2 separate regions of the Mus musculus genome follow, and region 1 is linked to region 2. The links are chromatin contacts, called in public Hi-C maps. All regions are on one chromosome and are shown on one strand. Each heading gives the region's core, a stretch centred on a gene start, on an enhancer-like site or on the middle of the called end of the contact. The rest is flanking DNA. Distances are from core to core; before and after follow the strand shown.

Region 1 (6,875 bases), core at 3,569-6,068, 290 kb after region 2:
GCAGCCACTGTGTTTGTGGGTTGATGGGCTAGTTGTTCATTCAGGGTAGTCATTGAAATAAATACTTGACAGCCAAAAGGAATTTGGGAGCCAATTATGTTTGCTGGGAATTTTCAGTAGTTAATTTCTTGACTATTCCTGAGGCCAAAGGAGAAGGGGCTTTTCCTTTAATTAAATTTATATTTGGGTGGTAGGAAACTTCTGAGGCAGTAGAATGGTCTTGAGGTAGCTCAAGCAAACGTAGGAATAGGAAGGAGGCTCATCTCAGTCCGACGCCAAAGAGCTCTTTGACTTCTTCCTCTCCACATTCTCTTAATTTCCCCTACATTAGGAGTTTTTAGTCATCTAAATGAACGCCTATAGATATAACCCTTAATAGCTAATCTTTAAGCCAAGCATTATTCTGTGTTTTTATTAACCCATGTAATGCTTCCAGTAACTTGAAAAGATAAGTGTGATTATTAACTGTGTGGTCTAAATGAGGATTCAGACATACACAGAGATTAAAGAAGTGCCTTGGGTTACATAGCTGTTACATGGTAGGTCCTGAATTCTGCCACACAGCTTGTGGCTCCACAGCCTGTGCTCCTAGCCTCCTGTGAGCTGTCGCAATATATGACAGTTCTGAGGTTCTTATGGTCTCATTGCCCTGCTTCTCAACGTTTGTATTATTCATATATACAGATAGTCTGAGTACAGTTCAGGCAGTCTGAGGTATTCCATAAGTATTCCAAAGTAATGCTACTTTCCTCTTTAACTCTTTTTCATTCGTGACAGTAAAGTGGAATTTTCCAGAAATGTCATGACACAACAGATGAGGGACCAAAGTAGATATTGACTGGAGTGTAAAATGTAAAGCAAGCTTTCTCCTCTCTAGTTTGTTTATATTTTTAAAAATGCAGGGAAGGCTTTTTTTAAATTATCGAAAATTAGAGTAACACTAGGTTCGTTGCTGTTTTAAAATTAATCAATGTCACTTCTCTGTAAAAATCAACAGATACAGCCTTTATAAACAAAAGCTCTTTGGAGTCTTAAATAAGTGTTTAAACTACAAAGTTCTGAAGCCAAGATGTCTTAGAACCCCACCAGTGTATCTCAGCAGGTATAGTGACATGAGCCCTGGTTAGAGATGCATGCTCTCAGGCCTCTCTCTACCTTCTAAGTTGTAATTCATGTTGTAGCCAGAATTCTTTTGTAGTGACATCCAGGCATAGAACAGAGCAATCAGCCACTCATTGACTCTAGCTAACCCACATAGCCTGATAGGGCTTTAGGAAATCCATCTATTCTATTCTCTCCCAGTAAGGAACTGATGGGACCTGACTTATCCCATTGTACATTCAGTGTCTCTCCCACACAAGCCTGTTTGCCTAGCAGCTCCAGAGCAGGTCCTCAAGGGCCCTGACCTTGAGTCACCTTTAGGGTCTGTGAGAGTGCAGGTTGCTCGGCGATTAGTCTAGTTGCTATGTAATTACACTGGGCCCAAAGAATTATGGTAAAGAGTGTCTCAAACTTCCAGTTTCAAATCCAGTCTGTTTCAAAATGTCTACTTTGAGAGACATTCTCAATCTTTTGGTAAGGTCATCTTTCAGACACATCACAGGTCATTTGGAACAGGGCTCTCTTAAAGATACTAACTTCAGGATCAGCACTGAATTTAAACAAAAGACGGCCCCTCAAATCCACTCTGGTAATGAAACTGCTAACCGTCTACATGGTCACAGTGCTGCTAGCCCAGGAAACGAATAACAGACCACATGGCCCAGTGAACTGCCACCTCCAAGGAACTCCATGGCTAAAGGCATTGGCTTACCTCCTAAGTTAACATGAGCCCATGGCTGGTGTCAATCCCCAGGCCTGCAAAGCCCAGGCTGTGTTCTGTTGTGGGTCTTCCATTGGCGTCTGCTGAGCTCAGCAGGTGTTGGTGAAAGGTATATAATCCTTGGAGATTATCTCCCCTAAAGCAACTGAAAGCTTTGAATTCACATAATCCAGACAGATGGGAGCTGGAACTGAGTAGCAAGCCAAAGTTTATGCTGTGTGTCTGAGGAGGTTCAGATGGTTTGGAAGCAGACAATGACAGATGGAAGTGTACACGGATGAGGGGGGACACTTGTGAAGATCTCTGTCACACCCTTGCCTCTTTTTACTCTTGCTCCACTATATCATCCTGCATAGCACTTGTTCAAAACGAGGGAAGTTCCAAATAAATGAGAGTTGGGATCAAATTGATTTTGATTTATTCATGACTGCCAAAACAAACTTTGACCTCATCAAATAGTTACCTCCATAAAGTGGGTCTACCCTGCTTTCCTAGAGGCAGTTAGCCATTCAGTCTCTGGTCAGGACCAGGCAGCGAGAACTGATACTTTAGGCCGTCCTCAATGGAGGCCAGGTGGCCTGTATGCTCTGCTTGGAAATGCTTTTTTCCCTGCAAGAGGATCATCTCTGAGTCAAGCATGAGAGACTTCCGCTGCCCCTTCGACCTCACCTTTCCCCTGGTATGCAGTTCCAGTGACGCAGAGGAGGAAGTGGATCATGCTAGTTTGGGGTGGTTAATGCAGGGGATGGTGTGTGGGCTACTCCGTTTCCATTACGAGGTTCTCACTCATGACTGAGTGCTCGTTGCCTGAATCTTTGGCTCACCGACAAGTTCAAGGGAATATTCGCACCAGCAGTTAATTATCCTGAAGCTCCTGGGACTTGTCTTCCACACGTCACTTTTCGTCTGAAACAGTAGGTTTCCCCAGGGGTAGTTGAAGTTTTCTGATTGAAAGTGTCCTGCGTTAAGGAGAGGTGTGAGCACGCCGTGGGGATCTATTCACCAGGGGTGTATTGTACTTGTTTCAGATGCTTCAGGACAATACACCGGCTTCCAAGATAAGTGCTTTTTATTTCCCTGCATCTTAGATCAATTATTTGGAATCTTTTTGGTAAGTTAAACTTAAGAGCTTAAACCATCACATCTCTGTAATTAATAAGTCAAATGTTCTTACCAAAATTTACTGTGTCTGCTTTATATTGTAACTGTGCTTTGAGGAGCTGAGAGAAAGTAGGAAGGGACAGAAGGTGGCAAGAAGCCCCTCACTTAACACCCATGTCGCGAAGGACAGCATAGGTCAGCATCAGCAGCTCAGCTCCTTCCAGGCAAGCGCCTGCCGCAGATGACATTTATAGCCAGCCGCTCTTCTGTCGTCAGTGCACAACCAGGAGGCACAGCACCTTTCCAAACAGCACAGATTGTCATTCTGCATGCCATTTCAGTCAACTAGTAAGAAATAAGACATGTGTTCATGGTCATTTTTACTGTTCCTGGTGGATTCTGTTTAACATCAGAGCATCCTCCGTCATGGGGAGATTCCAAATAGTTCTCGGCAAAAGTGCCATTTTCTTCCTGGCTGCAACTTCTTTGAGGGTCTCTGGATTCCCAGAGGAGGAGGAGACACACTACAAGCAGGGCCAGGCACCTCAGGGCATTGGCTTTGGGTGGTGTTTGGTGCTCATCATCCCTGGGATGTGTGCAGGAGGTTCTGACTAAACATTGGGTTTCCAGTCATATTCTCGGCACCCTGAAAAGTATCCCTCCCAACAAGTGCTTGCAGAGTCCCTGCCTCTTCACAGCCTCTGAGTGCACACACAACAGGAGGGTGCTTTGCTGGGAGAGACCAGTGGGCTCAATGTCCATGACACATAGAGCGTGTTACCTTCCACCTATGGGGCAGCAGTCCTGCGCTGCAGTCAAAAGGCCAAGGAATTGTCAGGAGTCAGCCTTTTGACACTGCAGGAGTGGAGGGTACTGAAAGGTTTGTACTCCAGTGCTCCCCAGGGGCTCAGCTTGCTGGCTCGCCTAAATTACCGCATGCTTTTTAGACTCGGGGTACAAGAACAGCTAGGTAAAATTGAAAGGGAGGGTGGGAATGCTTCCCTCTTAGGTCAAAGTGTGGGAACATAGAGACATAATAAAAACCGTGCCTCCAGGGTAAGGTAGTTCTGTGTAGTGGTGAGCGTAGGTGGGAGGGGGAACTGCTTGTAGGCCAAATTTCTGCCTTCAACAGTGGGATTCACATGAATCAGTGAGGGCCTGGGGACTTCCATAGTTAGTCACTGCAGGGAACTTTTAATTGTGGGATCTTGTGGACAAAGGGAACAGTTATCATCCATGGTTCTATACCTGCGCCTCACCCCCCCACCCCCGGCAGAAGTACAGAGCTGGGGCTCCCAGCTGACTAAGTAAATTTCTCAGGCTATGCCAAGCACTTAGGGAGCAGGTGACGGGATACGCCAGTTTTCTGTGCTGAGGTTTGGGCTTCCTCCACTGCTCTGGCAACGCAGCACTCTCCATGTTGACAGGACACGATATGGGCTGGCTGCAGCACAGCAGCTGTCCACGTTAGCATTCCTGACACCGCTGTTGAAAACCTCAGTGTGGCAGAGCGGCACGCGCCGACAGTGGCTTGGCTGTTAAAGTCTGGTGTTTGTTTGCATTCAATACTTAAACAGGACGAGAGGAGTTAAACCAAAAATCTTAGGCAAAACACGATGCTTATTTTATTTCTATTCTGTATGATGACATTCAAATAAAAGCTGTCAAGATGCAGCATGCTGTTGAGGTAGAGTGTCTTTTTCTAGATTTCTGCATTATTTGCAAGTGGTTTTGAGAAACAGGAAGAAAATGGATCCAAGGCATTGATTTCTCTTTGTAACAACAACAGAAAAACTAAAACAGAAAATTCTTGCAAGTGCAGCCATTTTGGAACTGTAGATGAAGGGGAGGAACGCTGATGTCTGGGTTGGTGTAGAGTGGCCTGGTTTGGTGAGTGCTGCCACCTACTGTCTGTGCTGATGTTTGTTTACACGCAGGAGGTTCACGGAGGTGAACCTCAGGGAGGTGAGGCTGTTGAAACAATTAGAGCAAAGAAGCCATCACTACTTGACAGTCAATTCTTCTCTCCTCCATTACTGCCTCTTAATTACCGAGACAGCCACCAGCTTCCGTTCATTTCCTCTAAGTGGGCTTAAAGTCTTCTCATTTCAGAGTTTCTTTGCCAGAAAAGCTGTGCGGTTCGAGCTTCATGTGCTCGTGTATTTTATTTGTAATTGTAGGAGCCACATTCTCAGGTTGGCTTAGTTTTTATGAGAAGGGTAAAAATAGAGCTAGCATCGTAGATTTGCGTTTGCCACCATAGGCGTGAAAGCCAGTGTTTTATTAATACTAAAACAGCTTCAAATCAGCCGCTGGTTAAACGGAACAGGCAGTGCAGGCTGTGTCAGCCGAAGCCCCTTCACTAAGCCCCAGCTGTCAAAGGGTCATCGGGTCCTCTGTGGAAAACAACCTGCCCATTAATGTCGGGGTGGTCCCTCCCCAGGATCCGAGAGATCCTGACATTGAGTATCCGAGAGAATTTCAGGCTTGCAGGGGATTTATGTGTGGAGATTCCCCAGAAGTCTCTTTAGTCTTAGCTTTCAACCTCCGTGACACACAACACCATGTATGTTAGCTGCCACCAGCTGTGTGAATTCGCTTACAGTGTCACCACAAAAGTTGACAAGCAGAAATTTGACGAGGTGACATCACTGTAATTGAGAGAGGTGACGAGCTTGACAGGACACACTTGACCTGTGTGATGCTTTTACCTTGTGGCTGATGACATTGTTCCTAGTCCTGGCCCTAGCTCTGACAACCAAGCTGAGTGCAGTTTTGCTTTTCCTGCCTAGGCTATTTGCTTTCTCGAAGAGAAGGCCAAGCAGGGTCTCCCGAAAAGCCGCTCTCTGACCTGGGCCGGCTCTCCTACCTGGCCTACTGGAAAAGTGTCATCTTGGAATACCTCTACCGCCACCACGAGAGGCACATCAGCATCAAGGCCATTAGCAGAGCCACAGGCATGTGCCCACATGACATCGCCACCACTCTGCAGCACCTCCACATGATTGACAGGAGGGATGGCAGGTGAGTGCCCTGCTTTCTGCTTTCTTGATCCACAGCAGGATCAAGCCTGTTGTTGTTGCTTTTGCTGGTTTTCCATTTTCATAACCTGGGTCAAAGGAATCTGGATTGGCCAGGGACTTTGTTCTTTTAAAACAGTAGCCCAGGTAACCTTCAAACTCATGCGATCCTCCTGCCTCAGTTCTGGATTACAGGTATGCACCAGCATGTCCACCATTTAATCTTGAGTTGGTTTGGTTTGGTTTGGTTTGGTTTGGTTTGGTTTTCTAGACAGGGCCTCACTGTATAGCCCTGGCATCCCTCCATCTCAGTTTGTTAGACCAGGCTGGCCTTGAACTCACAGAGAGTCTCCTGCCTCTGCCTCCCCCAAGTGCTAAGGTTAAAGGTGTATGCAACCACACCCCACTAGCTCTCAGTTTTTTTAATCTCACTTTGTCTTGTCTCCCTATATTACAGGTTTGTCATCATTAGAAGGGAAAAGTTGATATTGGGCCACATGGAAAAGCTGAAGAACTGTTCCCGACCCAATGAACTTGATCCGGAGAGTCTAAGATGGACCCCAATGTTAATTTCTAATGCTGTGGTTTCTGAGGAAGAGCGAGAAGCTGAGAAGGAGGTGATGACGAGTCATCCTGAGTGGTGACTTTTGTCTTGTAGTTGCTTAAGCTAAGAGAGTCATTTGCGTCATTGTGAAAGCTCAGTTATAACGCTTATGAAACGATACAGCGCTAATTTATCCTAACCGATTAAGACATGATAATTTTATTGAATTAAGTATGAAAAATGAGACATTTATCATTGATCACACCGAGGCACTCAGCACTGACAGTATGTAATCAGATCAGACTTGGTGCTGGGCTGCAGTGCTGCCATGTTAATCGATTCTTTGTGTTTATAAACTTGCGTAGAGTGCTCCATGCCAGTGAGCATG
Region 2 (7,528 bases), core at 1,949-4,448:
TAAAAGAAAAAATACATATATAAGTATATTCTTGCCATTATTCTGTAATTTACCAAGTTACAGTTAATTTATTAGTATATGATCAAAAAAGCTGGCATTAAAAATTAAAACAACATAGCCATGCATGGTGACACACTTCTATGATTCCCCACACTCCAACCTGTGTTATCTAAAAACCTTTTTCATACAAATAGTGTTCCAGATGTGGGATTTAACTTGGTAATGTGGCACTTCTAGCACCTTGAGGGCCTGAGTTCGGTTCCTAGTACTGCTCCTTGCCTCAGTTTAACTACTGCATGGACTTGCAGTCTTTCTGTCATAGAGCAATTTTAATTCCTCAGATTCCTTTTCTTTTAATGACCCTGAAGCCCCCTCACCCCCACCCTGTGTCCTACAATTCACTGTTGCCCAGGCTGGGCATGAAAAGTAGTTCTTAGGGGCTGGGGAGATGGCTTACTTGTTAAAAGTACTTGCTGCTCTTGTAAAGGATTCAGGCTTGGTTCCCAGCACCTACACAGTAGCTCACAACCATTGGTAACTCCAGTTCCAGGGGATCTGATGCCCTCTCTTGATAAGTACAGCTACCAACTATGCACATGGTACACAAATATATATGCAGGCCAAACACTCATACATAAAACAAATAAATCTAAAATAATAGTAAGTGTAGTAGTAGTTTTCACCAGAGCTATTCAGTTGCATTATTCGTCTAAGAATTCATTTACTTAAATTTATGATGGCTTAGAAAACAACACATTGATATCTTTTCAACCTTTCACTTGACTTGATATCTCAGCCAGCAAATATTATTTGTGAACTATAAACATTGTTTTGTAAGGAAATTGAAATGAGAGTAACCTTGCTTACTTGAGCCATTCATCAAGGGTTTGTGGTGTGTGTGTGTGTGTGTGTGTGTGTGTGTGTGTGTGTGTGGTACGCGTGTGCGTGTCATTGTCAACTGTGGCTCACTAGTCAGCCTGCTCTTTCTCTAGTGAATGAGGGGATCAACCCTCAGCTTAAGACTTGCTGTTAACTCCACTGTTGATCTATAATCACGCATTTTGACTTTTCCACACCCCAAAAGTATAGGTTCTCTAAATCTGTTATTAGTATAGTGGACCATAAGTACATGCATGTATTTCCTAATTAGTATTTCCCTCAACATGGAGGAACTGTCCACATTTATTTTAAAGGCACTGGCTGTACTTTCTGCCTTACATGGTTTGGTGCAGCAGTCGTTCTAGTTGAGTTGGATCTGCTCACCACTTGGGCTCAAATCCCATTCTTCTATTAATATCTCTTGGCAAAGATAATTTTGGAGGAATGTGAGTTAAGATGTAGAGACTCTTGACAGTTGTCTGCAATTTTTTTCACTTTCAAGAGGGAAGTAGAAATGAAAAGTAATATTGCCTCCATTTTCTATGATTCCTAAAATTAAAATGTATGCACGAGCTAAACAGTGAAAGCGTAAGGACTTAGTTACATAGATATGGGTGGGTTTTTTTGGTTTGGGGTGGTTTGTTTTGTTTTGTCTTTCAGTAGCCTGTTAGAAAAGCATTAGCATATGGCATAATGTTCATTAAATTGTGCTCATACATGTATATGTATAAAGGCTAGAAGAACTTTGTGTATTAAAATTTTTAAACATTCTTTTAGGTGTTAACTTTTCTAACCTTTTCCTCTTAGACAAAAGCCAGGCACGGTGACCCAAACCTTTAATCTCAGCACTTGGAAGACAGAAGCAGGTGGATCTATACAAGTTTGTGGCTAGTCTTGCCTGCATAGCATTTCCTGGCCAGCCAGGGCTATATAGCAAGACCCCAGGAGGGTGGGGTTGAGGGGTATAGAGAGTGGAAGCATTCGCCCCGTATATCTTAGACCTAGGTTCCAGTGTTTTGTCAAGTTCGCTTCCTTTTGTTCTCGCAGAGTATTCCAAGTTACAGATTTTGTATGTGGCTTTTTACCCTTAAATACTCCTGGACACAGCCCTAAAAGTTAAAGACAATTTCCTTGTCACACTGATCATTCCTAATATCAAACTGACGATTCCTTCTATCCTCTGATTTTCAGATTACCTCTGTTGAAACATCTTTCACAGCTGGTTTGGTTTAAAATAAGATGCAGTCATATGCTGGTTTTGTTCATTTCCCTTCCCAGTTTATCTTTGAGGCTGCCATTAGTTAAAGAAACATTACTAGTTGCTTTGTAAATGTGCCCGCCTTACAGATTCGTTCACTTTCTCCTTTAATTGTTCCTCTCTTTTTCTCATAAATACAAGTTATTGAACTAAACTTTTGGTTAATTGGTGCGAAGATATTTTGGCTAGACTACATCCTGGTTGATACCGTGAACTCCATTCTCCATATCTGGGGCACAGGATATTTGGCAATCCCACTATGAGGGATGCTAGTGGATAGGACTGACCACAGGCTTACAATGATGACAGCTTGGTCCCTTCCATTATAAAGTTTCACTTTGCTCCCCGTGGCCAGCATGTAATCTGTGCTGCTTTGATTCCATGGGAAGAACCGGTTCCCTGTCATCCTATCACTCAATGACTCTAACAACCCACTGGTGACCCCTGTCTCTATAAATTTCATCATGGGGTTGGGAAATAATTGTTTCCAGCATCTATATATCTATTAGTAGGCATTCTCATCTCCAGAAGAGCTTCCTGAAAAGTACTCTTTTAATTACACGTGTAACCACCAGCCTGGTCCTTGGGTTTCAAGTGAATGCCTTTCCTTTCTGAGTGAGGTCAGAACACCTGAACTCATTGGCAGCCACTGTAAAAACACATAGCATCTTCCCTGTCCTGGCGTGTGAAGTGTGTTGACACCATGTGGCCCATTGTTTTTCATGCCAAGACAAAAAGGAAATATTTTGGGGTAAAAATAAAAATTAATCTATGTGAGTATCTTGAGATAATTGTGTAAAAAGAAGACTGAATGAGTTTCAGAATGAATTATTTCTTCATTATCTGGCACTTTATAATTAACTGTCCTTTTTTTTTTTTTTTTCAGGAAGCTGCCACTTTTGCTAGAGAGCAAGGCTTTGAGGTGAGTTAACCCACAATTGCACACTAAACAGATCCTAAAGGTTTTTTCTAGCTGATAATGAAGTTCTTTTGGACAGTGATTGATGTGCTATTATACTCTCAGAGCCTCGCTGCAGTTGCCATGGAAACTTGGCAGTCGTCATGGTTTCTTTGTTCTGCCAGCACAGTGTTATGACGCACTCTGCTAGGTCTGCACCCAACATCGCCTACAGATGTTATTTATTGAATTTTGAAAAGCCTCTTGGGAAGCCAAGAGGTTGGGCACAGTTTCAAGCTGCCTCTGCAGATATGGGGCCTGTCAGTTTGTTCAGTTAAAAAGCTACCTCATTAGCTGCATTACATTTCATAAGAATTCCGTGCTGCAGCAGTGTTAGGGCAAGACAGAATAGTGAGCTATAATGTCACTTAAATAAGTTCAACCCTATCGCCCGTAAATTATCGTTATGCAAATAAATCTCCAAAGGTTGTACTTACCAGTTGTTAGGGCTGATTAATTTCTATCCTGCTTATGAGCTTCTTATTTGAGTCCTGTCTCCCTTTCATCTTTTAAAAAATAACATCAGATAATTTTTTGTAAGGAAAATATTGATAATTAGCCTTAATTTTCTGGTCTCCGTTCTGTTTACCTACTAGAAGGACAATCTTGTCAAGATTCAAAACTCCATGTGGTCGTTGTTGGCAAAATCAAGATACAGTCAAGACCGTGTTTCTGTCTGCATAATACTATCTTCTAATTGACTGTTAGAAAACACTAACTTCAGTATGAACCCAGGTTAAGTGACAGATAATTAACTGGGTTTATGAATCTTTGATGGCTGTGGTACTGAGCCAGAACAATGTCAACTGTTCTGTTTTATACATCAACTTGTAATATTGACTAGAGAAACTTTTTAAAATTATATTATTTATTTGTTAGGAGGGCACTTGCCTGACACAGTATATGTGTGACGCTCAGAGGAGAACTTGCTGAAATCAGTTCTATCCCTTCCTCCATGTGGGTGTGGGTATTGAACTCAGGTCGTCTGGTTTGGCAGCAAGCACCTTTATCGGCTGAGCCACCCCACTCATGTAACTATAGAAATAAATGTAATTGAGATTTAGTAACTCCACCCTTATTTGCATACTCAATATTGTGTACCACACATAGAAACTGTGAGTTGAATGTTGATTGAACAATACTATGTAAGCTTTAAGCTCCTTAAAGAAATGTGAATTTGTGATATTTACACCTATTAATAAAATGAATTAGAAGCAGATTCGTCATCGAGAAACAAAATAATATACATGTGTGGTGACTGTGTAAGCCAGAAACAGTTCCTCTACATCATAAAGGAAGACAGTGAGCTTGTCTCTAAGAATTCCCTCAATCGTTTGAAACACAGAAAAATGACATAGTCATTGACTTCTTAGAAGTTTGCTTTTGCCAGGTGGTGGTGGTGGCTCGAGCCTTTAATCCCAGCACTTGGGAGGCAGAGGCAGGCGGATTTCTGAGTTCGAGGCCAGCCTGGTCTACAGAGTAAGTTCCAGGACAGCCAGGGCTACACAGAAAAACCCTGTCTCAAAAAAACAAAAAAACAAAACAACAACAACAACAACAAAAGAAGTTTTCTTTCATTGTTTTACCACATTTGAGTCACTGTGGAATTAAGTAGTGTAGAAAGGGATTTCCAACGTTGTTTGTCTTATTAATTTCCCAAACTGACAACTGCTGTATAAGACCGGATGGAGTCAGGAGAATGTTCACAAATGCAATATGGGGCCTCCAAATGCCTTATTGGATAGAGGTGCCGTGACCTCTGACCTCCACACTAGAACTTTGAAACATGTGTGAACACATACACTAAATAAATATAATTTTTAATGTGAGGCTAGGGAGTTAGCACTCATGTATACACACAGAGAGACATCTAAAACAAGTGTTTTGATTGTGAGAACATATGTTAATGCTTTCAGTCATTTTAAAGGTTTTACCCCCAGGCATGATTGTGTACATTCCTGTAATACCTGTTCTCTAGAGGCAGGCAGATCTCTGTGAGTTCAAAGCCAGCCAGGGATACATGGTTGGCTATCTTAAATCATAAAGTTTTAACTATGCTAAGTTTTGTTTTACAAAAAACAAATATTTTCAAATATTATAAACTCAAATACTTCATAAATAAGAGGTTTTAGAATATAAATTTGTACCTGTCAGTTAGCTGTGTTATCATTAAACAAAAGTATTTGGGTTCCGTGATTGGTTTGCAGATAGGCATATCACATGCATATAGTAAAATAGCAGTTCCTTAGTGCTCATGTGATGTTTTCTGAGGATAGTAAGCCTACTAAAGGCTTTATTTCTTCTTGAGCTCTTTGCTCGAAGTGTACCTGGTCTACACTCAGTCTCAGCAACAAACTGCATTCTCTATTTCCTGCTGACCAGCACTATATTAACCTTTCAGTAGTTCCTATGTACTGATTTGAAAATTGTTTCCCTTTGTCATAGTCTTCCATAATGGATTAGGGCATGTAAGCAAAATGATAATTATCATAGTCACCTACCACGTTACCTCTGACCCACAGACCCAGCTCCACCAGTGATGTTGATAGTGCTGTGTTAGATTCATTAAAGTACACGGTGTCTTGATATGTCCCTCTACGGTTCCCCAAAAGCATTAGTTAGCAGTGCAGAATACATACAGGCCATGATTAGAGTAGCCTCAAGCCAGGATTGTTAATAAAAATACAACCCACGTGTGGAATGCTGTCTGAGAAATCCAATGATTTTTATAATGTCATTAAAGTTTTCTCACTTCATTAGAGAAAATACAAAAACATAGGTCTAAAGGGTAGTACTCTTGAATAAAACAAGACTAAGTCACTTTATCTTAGCAATTTGTATTTTCTCTCTCATGCCTTAATGTTGGCTCTGAATTTGGTGCACCTTGAAAAGAAAGAAAGAGCAAGGCAAATGGAATGATTGAAAGACCAGAGAGGCGAGCATCCTTCCTTCCTGCCAGCACCCCTGCACTCCCTTAGTTTCTGTTACTAATCCCCATCCTTTCCCAGAACCACAGTGTTGCCATCTGTGATCTGACAGGCCAGCCTGACACCTCTAAAATAACCTGTGTCTACTCATAAGGAAAGACCCTCAGTTGCGTTGTTTATGATGCCCTGGTGGGCTTCTCTGCAAATTCTAGATAATCTTTTCAAAAAAAAAAAAAAGCTTTAATCTTTAAGATGAACTGGGCATTTTTTTTTTAGTGAGAAGCAGCAGCTTAGGAGAGCACTGGAGAAGGGGATAAAAGCTGGAGGTAGGCAGAGCACAAGGCAGGAGAGTGGGTTTTTCTACATAGGTGATGGAAAATTGCATAGTGCCCGATTTAAATGACAGACCTGCTAAGAATTTAAAATGACAATTCTTGGTAAAGAGTTTCGCGCGGCCTTTTATTATTCTGGAAAAACAGCTCAGACTGCAGTGTGCTGTTAAGTCTTCCTTTTCTTGGGCTGAACTGATTAAAGGTTTACATTGTTAAAAATCTAAATAAAAACAAGGTAGTTAAAAGTAGGCTTCATTTATAAAGCCTTTGAAAACTGTCATAAATTGATGGGAATTAAATAAAATGAAGAAAATACCTCCAAAACCTAAATTTAGTTATTCTCCATATTTTCATTGTCTCCGCAACAGAAATGTGTGCCAATTTTTGAAAGGAATTCAAACCATTGAGTCATTTTTTTTTTCAGCATGACTCCAAGCAAAGATTTTCCTTCTCTTGTAGGTGTCTAAGGCATAATGCTCTCTCCACATGGGGAACAAAGTGATCTTATTCCCTTTCCCTTCTTCCCCCAGCCTCTGGCTACCCAGAACATCCAAGCGTCGCAGCCTTTCTCTGGCCAGGGAGACGCAATCACCTTGTAACACTGAACGACAAAGTATAGAATTGCACAGTCCAATGATCACACTTGGCTGCTCAAGTTAAGATTATTTAGCATTGCAGAAAATGTAAAATTCAAGGCGAGGAGTACCTGCAGCTCTGTAGTACCAACTACCCTGAATGCTAACTCAGGAGGGTGGCTTGAACCCATGGGTTTGAGACCAGTGTAAAGCACAGTGAAACTGTCTTTAAAAATAAAACAAAATGCATTCTCACTCTGCTCGTCCTATACACATTCCTAGGACCCCATAGCCTGTGGGCATGATGGCTACTTTATTAGACAGTGCAGGTAGCAAACATATACATCATCTTAAAAAGTTCTGTTGATCAGCAGGGAGGAGAAAATCTACATGGCATCATCAGGAAGTAATGGTTCGTTCCCTGGGACCTCTCACACGTGACACTTAGGTTCTTGTGTTCTGCACAGATTTTAGGGTTGCAGTGAACTGTCACGGTCTCAGAAAATAAGTCCTACGTCAGGCCCTACTGGTGCTTTCCAGGGTGTCTGGGTCCCAAAGGAAGACAATGTTTAAAAGGGACTGGGAGAAACAGATGAGAT

The links. Hi-C and Micro-C count contacts between places; a contact is called where the count stands out from the background.
Region 1: a Hi-C map of cortical neurons shows a contact between it and region 2, with 1.7 times the contacts expected there. The contact joins two enhancer-like sites. A contact is called at or near these places in 2 of 484 Hi-C or Micro-C datasets (cerebral cortex and cortical neurons) and 2 of 9 other capture datasets (adipose tissue and liver).

Annotation. Positions count from the first base shown.
Region 1 is chr14:21,655,028-21,661,902 of GRCm38.p6, forward strand. It overlaps Kat6b (K(lysine) acetyltransferase 6B), which reads left to right. Exons shown (of 17, transcript NM_017479.3): 13 at 5,716-5,947; 14 at 6,401-6,560. Among named protein-coding and RNA genes, the nearest start is that of Dupd1, 56 kb to the right of the region's middle. Within about 2 kb of position 4,819, at least 36 of the 459 cell types and tissues checked have an H3K27ac peak or open chromatin away from gene starts, as enhancers often do. A contact at or near this core is called in cerebral cortex and cortical neurons, where this site is marked.
Region 2 is chr14:21,366,048-21,373,575 of GRCm38.p6, forward strand. Adk (adenosine kinase) reads left to right here. Exons shown (of 11, transcript NM_134079.4): 8 at 3,024-3,059. Among named protein-coding and RNA genes, the nearest start is that of Gm52152, 49 kb to the right of the region's middle. Within about 2 kb of position 3,199, at least 121 of the 459 cell types and tissues checked have an H3K27ac peak or open chromatin away from gene starts, as enhancers often do. A contact at or near this core is called in cerebral cortex and cortical neurons, where this site is marked.